2 separate regions of the Rattus norvegicus genome follow, and region 1 is linked to region 2. The links are chromatin contacts, called in public Hi-C maps. All regions are on one chromosome and are shown on one strand. Each heading gives the region's core, a stretch centred on a gene start, on an enhancer-like site or on the middle of the called end of the contact. The rest is flanking DNA. Distances are from core to core; before and after follow the strand shown.

Evidence for each region. A called contact is a pair of places that touch in the nucleus more often than the background predicts.
Region 1: a Hi-C map of the A7r5 cell line shows a contact between it and region 2, with 4 times the contacts expected there. The contact joins the promoter of Ndufaf2 here to the promoter of Zswim6 in region 2. A contact is called at or near these places in 7 of 12 Hi-C or Micro-C datasets (the A7r5 cell line, the Rat2 cell line, Schwann cells and 4 more) and 1 of 1 datasets of contacts at active chromatin or transcription factors (oligodendrocytes).

The regions. Positions count from the first base shown.
Region 1 is chr2:41,379,289-41,382,393 of GRCr8, forward strand. It overlaps Ndufaf2 (NADH:ubiquinone oxidoreductase complex assembly factor 2), which reads right to left and starts at 1,475. Exons shown (of 4, transcript NM_001399052.1): 1 at 1,327-1,475. The coding sequence starts at 1,453. It overlaps Ercc8 (ERCC excision repair 8, CSA ubiquitin ligase complex subunit), which reads left to right and starts at 1,613. Exons shown (of 12, transcript NM_001107650.2): 1 at 1,613-1,748. The coding sequence starts at 1,672.
Region 2 is chr2:41,110,736-41,113,775 of GRCr8, forward strand. It overlaps Zswim6 (zinc finger, SWIM-type containing 6), which reads right to left and starts at 1,604. Exons shown (of 14, transcript XM_039103499.2): 1 at 841-1,604. The coding sequence starts at 1,585.

The DNA of each region.
Region 1 (3,105 bases), core at 225-2,724, 270 kb after region 2:
AAAACTATATACATTACATTACACACAATAGAACATTAACATCAAGGTTAAAATTCTGATACACATAAAGATGAATTTCAAAATAATTATCCTAAATAAAGGACCCAGAAAAAAATCTAAAGGAAAATATATTTTCACTTTTAAACTTGTAGAAAATGCAGACCAATTCATAGTATCAGAAATCAGATCAGCGATTGATTGGATACGGGAAGCAGAGGCAGCATAATTAAATGCTCAGGGGGCAAAAAACGTTCAAGGTAGTAAGTTTTAGAAAAGGGATAAGGGTGCAAGAGAGATGGCTCGGAGGTTAAGAGAACTTGCTGCTCTTACAGAAGGCCCAGGTTCAAATCCAAGCATCCATTTGGTGGCTAAACAACTATCATTAATCCAGTTCCAACATCTATGGCACCAGATACACAATTAGTGTGTATACTCATACATGCAGGCGATACACATACAGTTAATAAATCTTTTCTTAAAGCTAAGTAAAACAGTTTTATATTACCATTTAACATAGTTAATATTGTGAGAAATGAATGAAATACAGTGTCCCAGTAGGGACAGACACTACTATTATCTCTTTCATGTAAGACCACCGAGACAAGGTGAGAATAACTGACTTGAGCTTTAGATGCCTGAGTCAGCGCTTAAGCTCTGACCCAACTTCTCTGAGGCTTTCTATACAGGAGCAATAGAGAAAAATAAAAGACACTGTGTGGCCCGCTTGGAGTTGGGGGGTGGGGGTGGTCTATGTGTAGCCCTGACTGTCCTTGAACTCACTCTACAGACCAGGCTGACCACGAACTCAGAGATCCATCTGCCTCTGCCTCCTGAGTGCTGGGATTAAAGGCGTGATCCAACACCGCCTGGTTGTAACAGAACACCTCTTAACTAAACCATTCCAGTTCTTGAAAATAGCTTTACATAGACGTTTCTGAAATCAACCTGGATAGGGTCTTGGGACTCAAGACTCCTTGCAAGGGATAGGGGAAACGGTTAATTAGAATGGATCAGTGTATTCGGAAACTTCTAGGTTGACAAGGACGGCGACAGATAGGGAGAGCACCCCAGTCGCTGCGCCGAGAGGAAAGGTAAACTCTGCGCACAACCGGCGTCTGAAGACCAAGGCTAGGCACTGACTCAAAGCCTTTCCCGCTGTCCCCAGACCCTCTGGCAGCTCTTGGAAGACTGGGTCCAGACTTCGTAGCCCAAGGTAACCGCCAAGTCCTCGGACCCTGGACAGGACACCCGAGGCCCGGTTCCAAAGTACGGCGGACGCCACCCGCCCGGGACGCGCAGCGACCGGTAGCCGCTCTTCGCTCTCACCTCTCCAGTTCTTGTACTCGGCGACGTAGTAGTATTTGTTCCCCAGATGGTCCGTGCCCACGTGCTCCCTTACCTCCCTGGACAAGGCACTCCAAACAGAGCGCACCACTCCCCGCCACCAGCTCATGCTAGCGCGCAGCTCAAGGTCCTAGGGCTCTCCCACTACGGGAGGACACGCCCACACGAAGCCCCGCCCACTGCCCGGCGTTCTGGAGCCCCCCAGTAACGCCGCTCTCCTTTGGTCACGTCACATCGCTAATTGGCCAATGGGAGCCCGTGTTGTTGCATCCGTTCCAAGCTCTGTCATGGCGGCATCCCGGCCTCAAGCCGGTGTGTGGAACCGAGATGTTGAGCTTTTTGTCCGCTCGACAGTCAGGGTTGGAGGACCCTCTTCGCTTGCGTAGAGCGCAGTCTACACGGAGGTAAGGCACGCCATGTCTTTTCCTCTTACGGTGCCAACTGAGTCTGGAGCAGGGAGTTAGGGTGGCAGGACCAGTTGGGCTGATGATGAAGTCGGCAGGAGCCAGATGAGGAAGACACGCGTGTGCGTGTGTACTGGAGAGTATGAAGACGAAACCCAGGTCACAATAATTGTAGCTTGCCGGGTACGTGACGAATAAAGTTGAAAGTAACCAGGGAGTCAAGTTAGATAACTGTCACTCCAGGAGAAAGCTGACGGCATTCTCTCCAGTGTCAGTTCTGTGAATATTCTCACGGCCAGCTAACCCCACTGCGTTCCACTGCTTATTTCTCTAGTGCACTTTCATTCTGTCGACCAATGCCTTTATTTTTGTGAAATTTCATGTGGGTTTATCACTAAGGGACAGACTTGCTTTGAATGTGTTTTTAAACTGAGTAACAGGTGCACAGTAACCAACCATACAGATTTTGAAAGAAGGCATGTAAGTAAGTCACCAACCTCATGCTATTTATATAGTACATGGAATATTTATATTTGTACATGGAATAGCAACTTTTTGGCTTTCAGCTTTATGGTATTTCTTAGTAACTGGAATTTGAACAATGTTGACATTTAGCATTTAGTTAAATTACAGTAGCAAATTAATATATACCAGGCTTCAGTGAAGATTCCTGTTTTGTTAAAATACAGTACTGAGGTTATTTTTAAATTCTCATTAATTTTTGTAACTAAACAACTGGAAAGGTCTATTTTATTCAGAGAAGATGTCCGCTGTCCCTGTCATCCGTTAATGACAAATGAATAATAAACAGTACATTCAGTGCTCACAGGCAACGTTAATTAGCTCTGAGTAATGGGGAGGGGAAGTATATTCCCAAGGAAGGAAGGAGGATAGGAAGGAAGGAAAAACAGTCGACCAACTTTGGGGCAACAGCAACCATCAGCATGTGGGATCATGGGGATCAATGTCCTGGCCGTGTTTTAGGAGCAGGAACTGTGTCATACCTTCCCTTTTGCAGCGCTCCCGGCAGTTTACCACTCTGTAGTAGACAGACACCTGTTCCCATTTGGGGCTGTTGTTTATAACCACTGTGAGAATCCATGTTCCAGTTCTTGTGTGGATATATGTGCTTGTTTGTCTCTCATAACAACTTAATAATGGTTTTCTTTCTAAGAAACCAACAGTTTTCCAAAAACATATCATCACCATCACCATCCCCATCATCCCCATCCTCCTCCTCCTCCTCATCATCATCATCTACTTATCACTTACATCCTGCCCACTGGCCCCTGCTGGTTGCCCCCTCCCACAATCCCTCTCCCAACCCTCCTCCCCTTCTTCTCTGAATGGGTGAGGG
Region 2 (3,040 bases), core at 354-2,853:
CAAAGTGCCGGGTGGTGCGGGGCGCGCAGCGGCGCAGGGGCCGTGGGGCCCCTCGGTGCAGACGCCGGCCGCGGGTCACGGCGTCGGACCGTGCTGCCCGCTCCCTCAGCACCGCACCCGGACCCCGGGCGCAGGCCGAAGTCGGGCAGCCCGGTACCTCACGGGATGGAGAAGCGCGAGCAGCGCCCCTCAGCGGCCCGTCCGGCCGTCGCTCCCGACAGAGGTTGCTCGGGGACCCGGCGCGGACGCCGCGGAGCTAGTCGCAGACACCTTAAGCAGCTGGAGTATACGGGACGCGCCGGCCGTCGGAGCCCCGAGCGGAGCGGTGGCCGAGTGGTGTCGGAGGGACTCGCCAGCCCCCCCTCCCTCCCTCGGACCGCGGGGCGCGGAGCGGCGCCAAGAAGAAAGGACGCGAGCCGGGCAGCGCAGAGCGAGCGCCCCGGTCGGCATTGTCTGCGGCCGGCGCCCCCTCCCCCGCGCCGCACGCCCCAGCCCGAGCCCCGCGGCCGCCCGCGCCTTTGTCCACACCCGCCCCGCACACCGGCGCTCAAGCTGCGGGACAGACGACCGGGACGCCGACACCCACCGCCCCGCCGCCGAGGGGCGCGTCCTGCTGATTCATTTCCCACTCGCGCTAGCCCGTCCGGGGAGACGGGGGCGGGGACCAGCGGGAGGAAATGGGCGCTCCGCTCCGGGGACAGTCCGAGTCGCCCCACCGCTGCACCGCGCGCCCGGCCCGAGGCGGCCCAGAGGAACGAAGGGGGCCCTTCCCTCCCCCACCCCCGAGGGACAGGAGGACAGACCGAAGGACCGACGGCCCGCGGCGGCCCCGTGACTCACCGACTTGCAGGACGTTGTCTACGCAGCCACTCTCCAGCAGCGCGATACCCCGGCGGAAGGGCAGCCGCGTCTCGTCGCCACCGTCCGCAGCGCTGGACGCCCCCACCGACGGGGTCCCGGTGCCCGCGGCGACGGCGGCGGCGGCGGCTGAGGTGGCGGCCGGCGAGGATGAGGAGCCGCCGCCGCCGCCGCCCGCGCCGCCGCCCGTGCCGCCGCCGCCGCCGCTGTCGTCGCCGGGGCCGCCCGCGGAGCCGCCACCGGTGTTGAAGGACGAGTACATGCAGATCTCCCGCTCACTGCGGGGAAAGGACCAGTAGACGATGCGGCGCTGCACCGGCTCCGGGATGCGCTCGAAGCGCTCCTCCACGCGCTGGAACGGCCACTTCTCCGCCACCCTGCGCGCTGCGATGTCCAGCAGAGACTCGGGGCTCTGGGTCTTGCCCGGCGGCAGCAGTCCCAGCGCCGCGCCGCCCCCGCACGCCGCCGCCGCCGCACCGCCCGCCCGCGGGCCGGGCCGACAGGCAGAGCTATAGCCGCCACCCGCGCCGCCGCCGCTGCTACCCCCGCCGCCGCCGCCGCCGCCGCCGCCGCCCGGCCGGCAGCAGAGCCGTTTCGCGGGAGGAGGCTGCTGTCCGCGCTCCGCCATGACCGCGCCGCTTCTAACCCGACAGCGGAAGTGCCGGGACCCTATAAACGGCACAAGGAAGCGCGACACGCACACGCCGTGGCGACGCCACGCTGCCATCTAGGGCCCGCCGCTCCTTGTAGGGGCACGGGAGGTGTGGCCTATACGGTGACGACGTCGCCAAGGAGGAGCGCCGATAGGGAGAACCTAGGGGAGGGGGCGGGGCCTATGCAAATCACTGGGCTGAAACATAAATAGAGCGCTCCGTGGACACGGGGGTGGCGGGGGCGCCCGGGTTGGGTGCCGGGTGGGCTGTGAGAATGTCAGGCTGCTGTGACGCGGGGGGCGGGGCTCAGGCGGGGTTCCCGCGGGAGGGGGCGGGCCGTCTGCCAAGCGGAGGGTGGGTGGGTCTCTGCGCCCCCTGTCTACTCAACTTAGCCCTCCAGCGCCCTGCCTCCCTTTTGATGTCCGCCAAGTGAGGACGCTCCTCGTGGGTCGCCGCGGGGCGGGTAGGGGGAGGGTTCCGGACTAAATGGAGGATGGACCGACTGCTCGATGCCCCACCCCCCAGTCAGCCGGCCCCGCGGGGAAAAGCCTCTGGGCGGAGGAGGCGCTTTCAAAACAAAGAAATGCTGCGTGAAGCCCCGGGGACGCAGCCCAGAGGAAGGCGGGGGAGGCGCGGCCCAGGCCGCCTGCTTTCCTTCCAACCCGGCGGAGCGAACTTCCCCCACCCTCGGCCGTGGCTGCGGCACGAGGGGATAGGGAGGAGGGCTGAGCTCAGCCACTGTTTTCCACTTCACTTTTTGCCGACCCAGGTGGGGAAGGGGCGCGGCTGCCCCGCGTAACTGCAGCGCACCCAGCCCTGAGTCCCGGGTTCGCTCCAGCCCGGTGACAGGCCAGGAAGCCGAGCCGAGCCGACCGAGCGCCCGGACACGCAGAGCGCTCGGATGCTGCCTCGCAGCCGCTGGACGCGCGTCCGGAGCCGGCCACGCTGCCCCGCCCTCGCACTCTTTCAACCCTTCGGGCAAAGAAGCTGGCCCGCCCGGGTTCAGCCGGGAGCCCCAATCGCCCTCTTCCGCGACCTGCTGCAGACCCAGGGGTCGGGCCGCTCCAGTTAGAGCGCTCGCACCGGCAGAGGATCGCGCAAACTCTCGATCGCGAGACGGTTGTCGCTCACGGCCGCCCAGTGGCGGACAGCGGCCGCGGGCGCTCTGGAGTCTGCGGCGGGGCTGGGACCTGGAGTCTTTGGCGCTCCGGGCGCGCGCCGCGCTCCCTGCAGCATTGGCGGCGCCCGACCGGCGGGTCCTCCCGCAGCAGGGCAACAAGACGAGTGAGCGAGCATCGCTGGGAGACGGTGCCCGGGCGCCAGCGGAGGCGGAGAATCGAGTCCCCGTCTGAACCGGGAACCCTGCGGACATTGTTCTTCGCACTCTGCAGAGCTTGGTTAGATCTCAGCCAAGCCGCAGGCTTAATGACCACGTTAGACACCCTGACTTCTTGCTCCACCTTCTGTTTTTACTCTAAACAGTGTTAGAGATACTGTCCTATTGTTGGAGATAAGCCCTAACTCCTCTG